Regions from separate parts of the Mus musculus genome. Here region 2 is linked to region 1. Evidence: chromatin contacts called from public promoter capture Hi-C data. All regions are on one chromosome and are shown on one strand. The core of a region is the stretch at or near the end of the contact, and the rest is flanking DNA. Distances in the headings are between cores, read along the strand shown.

Region 1 (7,654 bases), core at 2,373-4,872:
ACTGTGCTGAATATGGTCTGCCAGAGGAGAGAAAAGACAACACATAGCCTCACTCCCTCACCTACTCCATCCATGGATCACCATCCAAGCCATGGCAGCCAGGACTTACTAAGTCATTCCGCTGTGTCAGACGCTGAGGAACACACTCTCCCCAGGTTAGCTCACTTGGTCGTCATAAACCTACCAGGAGGAACCTATCACCAACCTCATGTCACAGGTGAGGCTTCCAAAACTTAGCTGTTTTATCTCGGGTCACAGAATGGGGATGCAGCGAAGCTAGAAGTTCAGAGCAAACTGTCATCAAAGGAGAGAGGTCTCAGTGCAGGGTGGGGACTTGGGATTCCTTGGAGTATGGTGTCTTAAACCTCCCAGGAGGCTAGGGCATGAAGCTTTAATTACATGCACCAGGTCACACTGCTCTTAGCCCTAAGTGAAACTGGCTGCCTCTTCCTTTGGGCCTCATAATGTAGGAACCAGCAAAGGAGAAAAGCGGAGTCCCTGAGCCTCAAGGGAATGAAGGACCAGGGAAAAAGAAAGATCTTCCTCCTCCAAGACCTCCAGGAAGGTGAGGGAGCAGACACCAGAGAAGGCAGCTCTGCAGGGGGGAATTAGAGAAAGTACAAAACAGGACCAAGACAATGGCGAAGGAGGGGCCAGTGTGGCCATTGGCTCCCAGTCGGGAAACACTCTTTGAAATGGCACTTCCCATTGTCTGACCACAATTCCTCCTCCTTGGAGGACAACTCCTACTGGTAGGGAGCATACACTGGGCGAACAAGGTATGCAGAAAGCCAGGCCACTTGCCTCGGACAGGGGCACCTTGCAGGCCCTGGGAAAAACCATCTGATAGGTGCCTGGCTTGAAGAGATGGGACACTGGGCGGGGACAGAGTTTTCATAGCTGCCTCTTCCTGCCCCAATGTTTTCTAGCCCTCTCCCCCTCTTCTCCCCAGGCTTTATGGAGGGTAGGGATCTCTGAGGGCTAAAGATGGAACATTCCAACTGCACATGCCCATTAGAGACCAACATTCCAGTGGCAATTACCCAGGACCCTAATGGGCATGTGCAACTCCAGCCCCCGTCTTAAAACCAGTGTCTCCGCCTAACTAGCCTCTGGCAGCAAGAAGAAGAGTTGAGAATGTGCAGCTGGGAAGAAGGCTTGGGTCCCAGAGGAAATGAGAACCCCTGTCTTCCCGTCACCCCAAAAAGGAAGGAACAAGAGCAAAGGGAAAGGAGGTAGCTGCTACCTCTCAGGGAGGAAGAGATGTCTATCCCCCAGTCTGACTTTCACCCGCTCTCACGAGGATGAATACAGACCCTTTTCCCACCAAGTGGACGTCTGCCCTCTTGAAAGCTCAACTCCAACAAACATAAACGGACACACATTTACACAGAAACACACTCATATGCACACACTTGAACGCGTGTGCACACACACACTCTCAGACACACATACATGCATGCACACATATACACACACATATTCACACACACAAACACTCCATCCAGAGTGTGCTTCTAATTTTTAAAAAAACTGCAGGATAAACTACTTGGACCCACTTGCAGAAACTCCCAGAGAAGCACCCCATGTCACTTTATCGACCCTACCGCTCCCTGCCAGGCCTCATGCCTTGGTGTATGCCGCTTCTAGCCTCCAGCCCACACCCCTCAGGATCCTAGAGGCAAGGCAGAGTTGGAGGGCTCTGAAGTAGCCACCTTCAAGATGGCTTTCCAAGAGAGCCGTGGCCTCAAAGAGAGTAACTGGGTCAGAGAAGCCAAGCGTATGGCCTCAAAGGGCACTAAAGCCCAGCCTGTGACAGCGAGGAAGGCCACTATTATGTCCTTGACTCCTGAACCCCAAAATTCCTTTAAGACGACTGGGCTCCTCCACCTCCCCAGCCCCCACAACACACACCAGCTCCCAGAAAAGTCCATCTCCCCAAATAAACATCACCTAAGACAACTCACTACTCACTACCCCCCCCCCAATGCACAATCCTCACAGGGGTCTCACACACTCAAGACACTACCCTTGAATCTAGGCAGGGCCATTCAAATCCTGCAGACAGCCTTCCCTGTGGGCTTTCTGCCAGGAAAATCTGCCTGCAGAGACAAGAGGTACCCCCAATACACACTCAAAATACACACTAGCAAAGACGAGCACATATCCACAGCTATCCATCAGTACAGGTTACTCACAAGAGCACAGATTCACACACACACACTCACACCCCTTCCCACCACACAGGTGCATACACACCTACCCCATATATGCCTACCACCCATTCAGCTTTTATAAACCCACCTTCTCTAATACCTGCCCATCTCTTTCCCATAAGCCCCTCTCTCAGCACATACACACACAGACACACACCCCTTCCCTTGAGTATACACACAAATACATACCCAAATACACAGCAGATGTGTGTGGTCAGCTCTCTCTCTCTCTCTCTCTCTCTCACACACACACAGAGAGAGAGAGAGAGAGAGAGAGAGAGAGAGAGAGAGAGAGAGAGAGAGAAACATCTACACATCCAAACCCAGGGCCCACCTGCAGGAACACGCAGTACGTCAAAGCGTATATGCACACACACACACACACACACACACACACACACACACACATACACACACAAAACAAAGAATCATGCATACTGATCCCCCAACCAACCCTTTAAAACTCACTAATGCAGTGCTTAGGACCTTCGATGAGTAAATAGGACAAGGGACAAATATGATGTCGTTGGTTCCCCACACACACCCCAACACACATTCACCAGTATCGCCGCAAGTCCCATCCTTGGGCTACACACACACACTGCTGTGCGGGGCCATCTCTCAAGGATCCACTCTACCCCCTAAACACATACCTGCCCCTTCCTCCCCACACTCCAAAGGTGTGTATGCATCCCTACATACCTTCAGCTTCCAATACCTCCAGCCTCCGATCCTTCCACGGCCTCTCCCACCACCTCCAACACACGCTACCCAATCCCCGGCTTCAATGGGTTCCCTTGGGATCGTTCAGGCGCCCGCCCTGGGCCCCCCGGCCCAGGAAAGTCCCCGGCTCTTAAGGCCTGGGCTCCGCCCCTTCCCCATACGCCCCTTCCCCTCCCCAAAGTTGGGGTTACTCCGCTGTGCAGTGGAGGACAGACCGGAAGGGGGTGCCTCAAGCCCCCCTTCCCCCAGAAGCCATCCTGCTTTCTCCAGGGCCGGGCGCTCCCTGGTCTTTTGCATGGTTTCCTTCTTTTTTCTGTTGCTTTCTTTCTTTCTTTCCTTTTTTTTTTCCGCAAACTTTGCCCGCGCCCCCGCGGCCCGCCACTCACCCGCCACTGCGAACAGCCCGGTGGACTGGGCGCACGCCCCACTCCGCTCCGCGCCTTTGTATCCGCAGCGCACCCGGTCTTTCCGAACTCCGCGCTCCAGAACCGGCAGCGCGGGCGATGGGGGTTGACGAGGGGGGCTCCTGAGGTCGCTCACCCCGGCTCCGTCCCAGACCACTCGCCTGTTTCCCCCTCGAGGCCCCGGGGGCAGGGGGCCGGAGGGGACTGCAGGGCACTCAGGCTCCCATGGCGGGACCCAGAACCAAGCAATCGGGGATCAGGAATCAGATCTGGAGCCGGCGGCGGAGGGGGAGGGGACCAGAGGGGGAGGGGACCAGAAGGGGGCAGGGGGCGGGGAGAGAGCTCCCAGGTGCCGCCTCCCGGCTGTTCCCGCAGCCGCCGCCCCTCCCGCTGCTGCGTCCATTGTCTGCGGCCCGGCTCTTCCCCGAGTCGCGGCACCCCCAGCCCTGCGCCTGGCCATGCCCTGCGCCCTCTGGATCCTGGGAATCCGCTCCTGGCTTCCAGACCTGGCCAGGAAGGTGTGCTCGAAGCTGCCTCGGCTCTTGGCTTTGGTCCAGCCCGCAGCCCCTCTTGGAGCTGTCTTCTTCGACCCCCGATTGAAAACCTTTCCCCTAGGCCCTGATGTTGGCCATATTCTCTTCTTTAGAACCACAAACCTGGTCTCACAAACTCCAGTGGAATCTGAGACGTGGGGAAGATTGGTCCCCTCCGGCCTAGAACTGCGAAAAGGGTCATCCCTGATATTAATTAGTGACAAGAGACAGGCCCCTCTCCCATGTATACGGTATTTCCCTGACACCATACCCCTCCTTCTTCCAAAAATAATTTAATTACTCGGTGTTCTAGCTGTGAGCGAAGACCGCCTAGTCAGACTGGGACGCTCACTCATTAACACGTTTTCCTCCCCTCTGGTTTGAGTGTTGGGATTAATTACAAAGGGAATCCTGCCCTAGGGGAGAGGGGGAGGGGGAGAAGACGAGGGCCCGCGACTTGGGGCACCAGAGGAGAGGGGGGCCTTCTCCCAGGAAGCCTAGAGAGAGAGGAAAAAAAAAAAAAAACCCGGGTGGATGCGGAACTCCAAAACTTTTGGCTAATTTAGCTTTGCAGGTAGGACCCAGGGAATGTAGGCTAGAATAAAATATCTGGCACATTTAGGGCATTTCCAGTTCAGAGCACACTAAGAAACAAACCAGTTAGAGTTGCTAAAGTGCCTAGGAACCCAACAGGGACGAGCCCACCATAAAGTAGCTGTGGGAAGGCCAGGTTGCCCTCGGAGTGAATGAAAGCAAAAGTATTATTACATTATTACATTGCTGCTAGTACTATTTACCTTGTAACCTGCCACTTACCTAGAACAGTGCCGCTTCAAAAGCATCTTCGAACACGTTTCCACACCCCCACCATCTCCACCTTCCAATTCTGATACCTGCCCCTCCCAACCCTGTGATTAAGAAATCCCAGAGAAGGCGACTCCCAGTCTCTGTTCCTTTCTCTAATGGAGTCTTCCCTAAAACTCAGGCACATCTCTGTTATACATTCGAACCAGTCCCCAAATGAGGACAGATTGTCTTTGTCCGCATATGGCTGTTCAAAGGTGAAGAAGCTAAACAAACGCTGCTTCCCTTCAGCTCTGCCCAAACCCTTGTTTCTCTCCAGCCACTGTTCCCGCATATTAGCAAAGAACTTAGCGTTAAGACGACGTGAATGAAATACAGTCATAGTTTCAAGTACCACAGTCTCTGCAAACACAATGACCTTCCTTCACCTACGTCTGTCATGTGCCAGGCACTGGACTGCTCTGGGGGTCCTGTAACCACACCAGGAATGCAAGGAAAGAGCAGAACAGTGGAAGACAGTAAAAGGAGACAGAAAGACCTCAGAGTCCCCTTACCTGTCCAAAGCACACCTCCAGTGTTGAGCACTAGTCTATAACTTGACAGTGTTAGAACTGCCACATTACGTTGCGGGCAGGATCTCTTTTATGTTTAGTGTAAATTATATTCACATTCTGCCAGCTTGTTTCCCAGACCCGGAGACAGGCCCCAAAGAATTGGAAATGAGTTTCTGACGTCAGAATTACAAATGACTTTGTAGAGCGGGCCCCAGCTGAAGTTTGAGATGTAAGTCAAGATGTCACGAACGTACGTACGGGAGACTTCAGGATTGATGTCTGTTAAGTGTGAAACGGGAATACACTCAGTTCTTCCTCTCCTCCCAGAACCAGATGTAATTGAGAAGTTACATCTGCAAGGAGAGTACTGCCTTAAACAGGTGTCTGACATTAAATGTAATCATTCTAGTGCTTCCTATCCAACAACTCTCTGAACAAGCCTCCACTCTCGCCCTTAGAATGAATTTCACACATCTTCAAATCTCAGAGAGTAGTGAAGCCAAGACCCAAAGACAAGGGTCAGGCATTCAGGATCTGAAGGACTTAGCCTAATTCTTTAGGAAGAAGAAGAGCACCCAGGTAGGTGGCATCTAACCACAATTTTCCCTTTGAGGAAAACCTGCAGAGTCAGAGGGAGGTTGGAAACTAGGGAGGCCAGGAACCTGAAGGAATACATAGGGGGACAAATTGGACTTTGGGGGTTTATTTGTTTCATTCCATAGTCCAGATCTCTTCTGGTAGTAAGGCTAGTTTAGAATTTAAAACCCTCCTGTCAGGGATGGCCAGATGGCCATGAGAATGAATGGAAATCTGCAACTGATGGGGGTGAGGAGGTAGGGGGCATATCCAGGAGGAGACAGAGATCTGGGATAAGGGAGGCACCCAAGATTCAATGGGGGTGTCCTTAGTTGTGAGTCACAGCACTGGGGATATGGAACATGAAGAGGCCACCTCCTGTAGCCAGGCAGGAACCCTAGTGGAACAATACAGACACCAACCCCCCCCCCACACACACACAAAACTTTTGACCCAAAATTTATCCTGTCTACAAGAAATGCAGGGACAGGGCATGGAGCAGAAACTGAGGGAACGGCCAACCAATAACCGGCCCAACCAGAGACCCATCCCAGGGCCAAGCACCAATCCCTGATACTATTAGTGAGACTCTGTTATGTTTGCAGACAGGAGTTTACCATGGTTGTCCCCTGAGAGACTCCACCCAGCAGCTGACTCAGACAGATGCAGACAACCACAGCCAAACAGTGGATGGAGCTTAAGGGACTCTTATGGAAGAGCAGGAAGAAGGATTTCAGGCCCCAGAGAGGATAGGAACTCCACAGGAAGACCAACAGTCAACTAAGCTGGACCACTGGAGCTCTCAGAAACTGAACTACCAACATAAGAGCATACACAGGCTGAGCCTAGGCCTCCCTGCACATATGTAATAGATGTGCAGCTTGGTCTTCATGTGAGTCCTGAACAACCAGAATGGGGCTATCCCAAAAGCTGTTGCCTGTACCTGGGATATGTTTTTCCAGCTGGACTGCCTTGTCTGGACTCAGTGGGAAAGAATGCACCTAGCCTCACAGAGACTTGAAGTGCCAGGGTAGGGGAATACCAGGAGGACCCTCACCTGCTGAGAGGAAAAGGGGAGGGTGAGGTATGGGAAGGATTGTGGGAGGGGCAGTGAGCGGGATGTAAATTGAATAGGTAAAATAAAAAATAAAATTTTTTAAAAGTAAAACCCCAAGCTGGAGAGATGGCTCAGCAGTTAAGAGCACTGACTGTTCTTCCAAAGATCCTGAGTTCCAATTCCCAACAACTACATGGTGACTCACATCCATCTGGAATGGGATCCGATGCCCTCTTCTGGTGTGTCTGAGGAGAGCAACAATGTACTCACATGCATCAAGTAAATAAATCTTTAAAAAAAAAAAAAAAAAAGTAAAAGCCTCCTGTCTTAGCTTCCCAAATACCACCGTGTCTGGCTTACCATTCTTGGATGTTGAATGCATAGACACTTATTTCTTCAAACCTTAATTCTATTCACGCAAAAGTTAGTAATGAGGTAACAGAAATCCCTCCACAGAAACACAGTGCCCCAGTAAATTTCTAGTCAAACTTCCTGCCCCTCCCTGTTCCATGCCTCAGCACCTCTGGGGGTTTTTTTGGTGTTTTGTTTTGTTTTGTTTTGTTTTGTTTTGTTTTGTTTTGTTTTGTTTTGTTTTGTTTTGTTTTTTCGGGAATCTTGTTCGGGGAGGGAGACTCCTAGTATCAAGGCCTTCAGTAAAGGCTTGTTTAACTCCTCACCACTTCATGGACTTGGACAGCAAGGATGGCCAGGCACACATCCCAGAGGTTTCCCACAGGCTGTGTCTATCAGAGAAGACTTAACAAGCTCTAGAAGTGAGAGTAGTTTC
Region 2 (7,654 bases), core at 1,637-4,136, 280 kb before region 1:
ACAGACTGAGATCCTGGTCTAAAGCAGCAGGAGAAAGTAAGTGCAGCTTCAGTATCCATCTCTCTCTCTGCTTCCGGACGGTGGATACACTATAACCAGCGCCTTCATCTACAGCTTCCACAGCTGAGCCACTGCCACCGTGCCTTCCCCAGCGTGATGGACTGGACATCTAGGCTGCAAGCCCAAATAAGTCCTTCTTCCTTTAAGTGATTTTGTCAAGTATCTCATCATTGTAAAGGGAAAGGTAACAAACATATATGTGATATATATTTGTATATACATATATGCCTATACATATGCCTATATATGTATAAGTATATATTCACATACATGCATACTATATAACACATACACATATAGATGGGGAGAGGGAGAGAAAAGAAGAAAAGGGCGAGAGAGAGAGAGAGAGAGAGAGAGAGAGAGAGAGAGAGAGAGAGAGAGAGAATTAAAATGGAGCAAAGCATTAAAGAATAGCTATTCAGTCATAGCCAACTAACTAAGTAGACAGGCTATAAAGGTGGATTTTTGTTGTTGTTGTGTTTTATTGTTGTTCAGAATTGGGTATTGAAATAGGGTATCATGTATCTCCAGCTAGCTTTGAATTTACTGTAGCTGAGGCAGGACTTGAATTTCTGATCCTTTTGTCTCTACTTCCTAAGCTCTGGGATGACACATGTGTGTGCTACCGTGTCTTTGTTTTCTCTGTATACATCTCTTAATATTCTTAAACTTTCTAAGTTTTTAAATCAAAACTTAGAAAGATAAATCCATGAATAGTTAGCCTTTATTATTTCTCACTGATGAGCCTTTAAAATCCTGAGATCTTGTTAAACACTGGTGTCCCCCTCTTTACCCACATAGGACCTTCCTTTTATAGATTCTTGCTTAGGCTCTCAAAACAAATAATCATTTTCAACCAAACACTCATCACATTATCAATGAGAAGAGGACAGATGAGTTTTTCGTTGATTTAGTCAAGAAAAGTCCAGGCATGATGGCATGAGTCTGTGAACTCAGCTGTTCAAGAGGTGCAGACAAAAGAATTCCAGGTGCCACCTGGATAACATGGGAAGATTCTTCCTCTGTAGGGAGAGGAACTTGGGGACTGGAACGAGGAGAGGAAAGAGGAGAGGGAAAGGAAACAGAGCGTTCCAGAATAGTATGCTAGCAGGGTTGTCTGGAATGTACACATAGAATGCTTAAAGTGGAGCAATGGCTTTCTGCATGCTGGAGCGGCTGAGAACCCATGAGGCTGTCCCAGCCTCTTATTGATGTCCTGGATTGTCCTAGTTGTCTGTCTGTATTGGAAGACTGAAGAAGCTGGAGTCAGGTGTTAGTGGAGGACAGTGAAAGCAACTAGGAGAATAGACACAAGCAGGAAGCCGTGCTAGGCCAATCAGCATGCACCAGGATATTTTATTGAATCACCCACTAAACGGTCCCATCCACTCCAGGCAAGTGTCTTTTTGTGAGTGTTACAGCTCTGAGGGGAAAGGTTTCCCCAATGCAAGTCTTATAGCTCTGAAGGGAAAGTTGTCCTGGAAGGTGGGAGTCAAGGAACACCACCAAGTCACATTGCACAACAAACCTCATGCAAGAAACTTACTGGGAAAGACAATGGCTGCCTCTGCTCCTTTGAGAAGCAGGAGGGAACTGAGCTGGAGGCAGGCTTTATACAGGGTTTCTTGGCAGCAGTTTTCCAGGATAAGGATTTCCAGGATTGGTGGGGTTTCAAGTCCTGAGCTTGGGGTGAGCCCAGGAATTGGTGGGATTTCAAGATCAGGGATTGGTGGGATTTTGAACTCGGGATTTGGTGGGTTTTCAAACCTGGACATAAGCTCAGACGTTTTTTTTTTTTTACCCTACACTTTTTCTTTCAGTTTTTAATTCCTGAAAACGCCCCAGATATTGGCCCCAAGGGTTGGTTGATTCTGGAATCCCATCAAGATGACAGTCAAGATTAACCACTACAATTAGCAAATAGACCAGGGCTATAAACTGGTGGTGTTGTAGTTCTGTCCATCTCTTTACCTTCTAAAGAGCAGGAGCACCTCTCTTAGCCTTGCTATCTCTGACGAAGAACAGGGACATGGAGCAGAAGGACCTTTCTAAAGCAGAAGTTTACTGACCACACCGTCATGCTCCTTAGAGCGCCCAAGCTTCCGACAACACCTTGCATGACTTGGTTTCTGTGGATTTCTCCTTTCTCATTTCTAGCTTAACCCTCCCGCCCCCCTTCCCCAGCTCTTCACCAAATGCTGCAACTTTTCTGCATTTGCAACTCCTCAGAAATACCCTGCGCCTTTGTTCAAACTTTTGCACTTCTTGGAACCCGCCTCCTCCTCATTGATCCAATAAACTCTTACTCATTTGTTAAGACTCAAAGCAATTGTTCTCCAAAGCCAAGATACATTTCTGAGAAGAGACTCACTTTCCCTCACACATTGACCCTTTAGACCTATGATGTGACAGAGAGGAGTGTTGTAGAGAAGCTTGGGAAATCAACAGGGAAGCCCACAAAATTTACATTTCTCTATGCTTTCTTCCATCTTGGAAAACCATCACAGAGAAGTGGCTTTCCCGAGGCCTCTTGATTAGTTAGCGGCAGAGTTGACACTGTAGGTCCAGGATAACGCCTGCCTTTACTGATGCAACATTGGGCATCCCCTGCCAATCAGAAGAATCTCCTGAATTCTCTTAGATCCTAGAACTTTCCAGGCCTTGAGAGGATGACAAGACAGGCAGGTTCACTGGCTTCTAGAGAAAGCACCAGCAACGGTTCTTTGATCTCCAGGTTTATACCTAATGCTTGGAATGGTACCAGAAACCTCTAGAGGTTGCATACCATAGACTCTATGCCATAGAAGATGAGGCATGGGCTCTGGAGTCAGACAATTTGGGGTTTATGTTCCAAAATTACCATTTACTAATTGTAGAACTCTAGGAAGAATGAACATTCCTTGTGTGAAAAATATGTAGATGATCTTTCTATGGGTATCAAGGGAGAAAATTGCACTCAATCATGCCACACAAGGTCAAGCATACAGTGAGGGCTTAACTAGTGTGTTATCTTCTTCTGTTCCAGACTGCTACTTTCCTTCTTCCTCATTTAGGACTTTAAAGTGTCTAACTCAAGATAAGAGCTCTTAGTTCAAGTTCCTTCAAGTGTAAAATAAGATAATTGATTACATGATTTCAATACCCAAATATTTTAATGTTTGCTTTCATTCGTCTTCTCAATTGAATCAGAGGATTTAGCACAAAATCTTCCCATGGTTGTGACCTGAGCAACAGGTTTTGCTTAGAGGAAGTGGAGGGGGGTAAAATGCAAATGTTGGTGGCTAAATTGGATTTCCCTGGGTCTGATGACTTCCAAGATGCCTCTAAAATATAATTTCAGTGATGATGTTTATAGAAGGGATCAACCTTACCCCCAAATAATAAGTAGAATTAGTATGTTCAACAAACACATTTAGCAACATTGTATCTCATTCACTGTTACATCGGGAAGCATAAAGATAAATAGAAAAAAGGAGAGAGAAAGAAAAAAAAAAAGGAACTTAACCAGGAGTTGGGTGCACTGACTTCAACCCAAGAGATCTGGTTTCTGGTCACATCTTTGTAAAAACTCACTTCATGGTAAGTCCCTTAAAGGTGTTAGCCTTTAAGTCGAGCTTTTCTCAGAGTGAGGTGAGAGAGCTAAAATAGGTGACTTCTAAGATTGTTTTAATTTTGAGTTTTGTTTCTAGATTATTCTCTTACAGTCGGTATATGTACTCAAATATTTCCTGGAATCTTCCATTTAGATGAACTGTAAATATTTCAACCAAACATTTCTCAAACTGACAACTCACCTTATGTTCCTTGCTCCCAATTATGCCCCAAAGTTTTTTCTACTTCTAGGTTTGCAGGAGACTAAACCTCACAGCTAAATGTCATAGTGTCCCTCATGTCCAGCATTCAAATAGACATCAAATTCTGCTGTCAGGTCCAAAAGAATCTTCAATTCCACAAACTCCTAGAGGCAGTCCAACTATCTGGACATGAACTGAACCCGTACTAGGAGGATTTCTGATAGTTAAATAAAAGCCACCATTCCTCAGGATCTTTCAAAGCTTGTTCCCATCAGCCAAAAGAAAGAGTCATTTCCCTTACCTCTGGCAAAAGGGACACGTGGTTCTTTAATTAACATATACTGTTAGCGTCTATCAGAATATGAAGGTCCATGCTGGCTTCCAGGATCCCCCAGTCCTTACTCACAAGCATTTGTTATACATTTCAAAGCCCCCACACTAGTGTTCTGACCTTCCCCTCCTCCAGCTACTCATTCTGCTTACAACCTTGCTATTTTCACTGTTTTCTGTATGTTCTGCTCCTGCTTCTCTCACGATGCTCTCTATTCTCTATGCTCTCTCTATTCTCTATGCTCCCTCTATCCTCTATGCTCTCTCTACTCTATCCCCTACTCTTCCTCCCTCTCTTGTAGATAGCCCTGGCAATGTCCAGTCTGCTGGCCATGTTCATGCTATTTCTTTCTCTTTCTGCTCTGCTCTCTTCTATCTGCATCTGGATATTTTCTCCCTTTTATATACAATAAAAGCTTTTGCCTTAACCATACCATGGAGAGGTTGTGTCTGCCGTTTCTCTACTGTGCTTCCCTGTGTACACCTGCCAAGTCTACATACTAAGTGGCTCTGGTGGACAGCTTCTCCCCTCCAATGGGCACTTTTTGAGTTAGGTCTTTAATTCTTCCAGTATAGATAATAGGAAACCATTATTTCTCCCAGATTTTAATTTTAAGTAAATCTGATCACTGTGCCAAAATAATTTTTCTAAAGCAACATCAGGTCCAAAGAAAACTCCACTACCCCAAGTTCTGGTGGTTAAACAAAAGTCAACATTCCTCAGAAACTTGTGAAGCCTGGGCCCCTCTAACGAAGGATCCCACTCCCTTACCATTGGTAGAGGGGATGAATGGCTATCAGTGGTGCCTCTTAGTGTAACAAAGCACATGCTGGCTTCCAGGCTCCTGTAGCATCACAAATACTTACTTCTTCTCACCTCATCCCCATGCTATAAACTTCTCCAGCTCAGAAGCACTGAGCCTCCCACCCCTACCCCAGCTATTCACTTTTCCTTATGACCTTGCTATTTTAATTGTCCTCTTTTGTTCCTCTCTTGAGAGTTTTGATATGGTGTGGAAAAAAAAAAGAAAAAAAAAAGAAAACACTCTGCTTGCCATGAATCCACCAAAAACAAAGTCAAGGAAACTAGCAATCAAATGATATATTACATACGCTGTTGGTTTAATACCCCTACCCTCAAATTATGTGAGATATCTTCGGACAGGCTTTTAAACACTAGACTCTGAAATGGAGATTTGTTCCTAAATGAAATGAGAACTGTTCTAAGGTATGCTTAAGGAGAAGATGTGATTGAAGAAAACAGCCAGAGGCCTCTGAAAGAGTCCAGCGCATGGAGAGAAAATGTCACAGTGAACATGGCTAGCAGACTGGACCAGGCCAAGAGAAGAGAGAGGGAGGAGTGGGAAAATGGGGGAGGGGAGCAACAGACCAAGAGAGCAAAGGAGACCAAGAGCTAAGAACACTCACAGCTGAAATGTCTTGGTTACATAGGAATGAGAAGCTGGGGAAAGGGAAGCGTCCGGGCTGGAGAGGTTTGGGGTATGGGGCAGGGTGAGGAGAACTGAGAGGAGATGTCATCATCTTAGACTCTGAATCAGGTACTTCCTTCCTATACCAAGAGAGCCTGAGGCCAGCGAGATGTACGTTAATAGGCATCACAGTTAACCATTTGTCCAGGGGTTTCTTTTGGACATGTCAGTTTGCAGAGAGTTTATTGGGGGATTGCTGGAAAACAGGAAAATTGCCTGTGAGGTAAGATGGAAGTCCTGAGCAGAAGTGGAATTTTGGATTCAGTTGCAGCAAAGGTTTTTGTTCACTTCCAGAAGTCTGACTTTTCATGTCTGCTCCAACTCAAGGGGACTGGACTTCTACATTGATTTATCTGCCAACTGACCGGTTTCTAGACATGGGTTGATTGCAGTAAAGAACTACTTGGAGGCATCTGGAGAAGAACTCAGCTGAAACACTAATACTCACAGCATTTGGGAACAATTACTTTGGTCCTGAGTGGGGTTCAGAGCACCTTCTACATGACATAGCATGTGCAGCATTGCACTGTTTTATAGATAAAAAAGCAATCTCCACAGCACTATGACTTACCCTGGCTCACACAAGGCCCTGTGCTTCTAATTTATAGTTGTCTGCATGGTTTGTTGGCTCCCTTTATCCCTAAAATTGAGACTTTAATAGTGTAAAATTTTCATTACAATGAGCACAAACTTGGACCTTCTCTTACTTTGAGTGACAGGGTACATTTTCACATACATTAATCATCTGAGGAAGAATTAAAGCTATATCAAAGACCCCAAGCAAGGATTCTAGAAAACAGACAATAAATGTAGCAGGATCTGTGGGGACCCAGGGCAAAGAGAACAGGACTATGTGTATGGCCCAAGATGTCTTTGTAAAACACAATCAACTAGGCATCAACTCCACTCTTTGGCCAGTGGCAAAATAATGCCTGGGAGGTTTTTCAAAGAATTAGGTTAGGCAAAGAAGAAGGAAGAGGTGAGAGACAGCTTAAAGTGAATATCAAGTACTTCCTAAAAAGCTAGGATAGATTAAAAGAAGTCAAAAGATCTCCACTGATAAGTAGATTAGGACGTAAGGCCCAGAGTCCAGAAAGGGCTGTCTTAGAACAAGTCCATGGAGTCACAGCTCTTTTCTTACTCTGGACTCCTTATCTGGCCTTCTCATCCCTAGATATCAAAGGCCCTGATAATGCTTTTACTAAGCATTATGTAGCCTAGGCCAGTTTGGTAGGAGGTGAAGGAGTTTGTATCAAAATGCTGACTCTGTTGTTTATTTATTGTATGATGTCAGGTAAGTTATCTAACTATGTAAGCCTCAGTTTGCTCAATCATGAGTTGGAGGGAATAAGAGTTAGACCCAGAGCAAGGCTAGGAGGAAGCCGAGCTGCATGACGGCAGAGGTCTCATAGTCTTGAAACCCTGTGTCCTAGTACATGTGAGCAAAGATCTAGCATTTTACAATATTCTTATATTTTCAGGACTCCATTAAATAATATAGGAAGCAGTGCGTCTTAGTGTTTCTATTACTGTGAAGAGACAACATAACCACAGCAACTCTTATAAAGGAAAACACTTAATTTGAGGCTGGCTTACAGTTTCAGTTTAGTTCATTATCATCATGGTGGAAAACATGGCAGTGTGAAGGCAGACATAGTGCTGAAGAAGGATCTGAGAGTTCTACATCTTGAACTGCAGGCAACAGAAGACTATGAACCACACTGGGCATGGCTTGAGTATATGTGAGACCTCAAAGCCCTCCTCCACAGTGACATACTTCCTGCAACAAGGTCACGCCTACTCCAACAAGGCCACATCTCCTAATAGTGCCACTCCCTATGGGCCAAGCAGTCAAACACATGAGTCTGTTGGGACCATTCCTATTCAAACCACCGCACAATATGACTGCTTGTTTCTTATCCAGCCTCCTGTCCCAGCATATGGCTTTCCTAGTGTTTGACTGTACTTTCCAGGAGAAAT

What was found. Promoter capture Hi-C pulls out the DNA fragments that hold promoters and counts their contacts.
Region 2: a contact with region 1 is called in a promoter capture Hi-C map of the HPC-7 cell line. The contact joins the enhancer-like site here to the promoter of Vangl2 in region 1. A contact is called at or near these places in 5 of 39 promoter capture datasets (the C10 cell line, the HPC-7 cell line, hematopoietic stem and progenitor cells and 1 more), 1 of 15 datasets of contacts at CTCF or cohesin (large pre-B cells), 1 of 484 Hi-C or Micro-C datasets (bone marrow-derived macrophages), 3 of 115 datasets of contacts at active chromatin or transcription factors (bone marrow-derived macrophages, embryonic stem cells and large pre-B cells) and 1 of 9 other capture datasets (liver).

Annotation. Positions count from the first base shown.
Region 1 is chr1:172,023,673-172,031,326 of GRCm38.p6, forward strand. It overlaps Vangl2 (VANGL planar cell polarity 2), which reads right to left and starts at 3,623. Exons shown (of 8, transcript NM_033509.4): 1 at 3,326-3,623.
Region 2 is chr1:171,745,240-171,752,893 of GRCm38.p6, forward strand. No RefSeq gene overlaps it. Among named protein-coding and RNA genes, the nearest start is that of Gm22950, 16 kb to the left of the region's middle. Within about 2 kb of position 2,887, at least 7 of the 459 cell types and tissues checked have an H3K27ac peak or open chromatin away from gene starts, as enhancers often do. A contact at or near this core is called in the HPC-7 cell line, where this site is marked.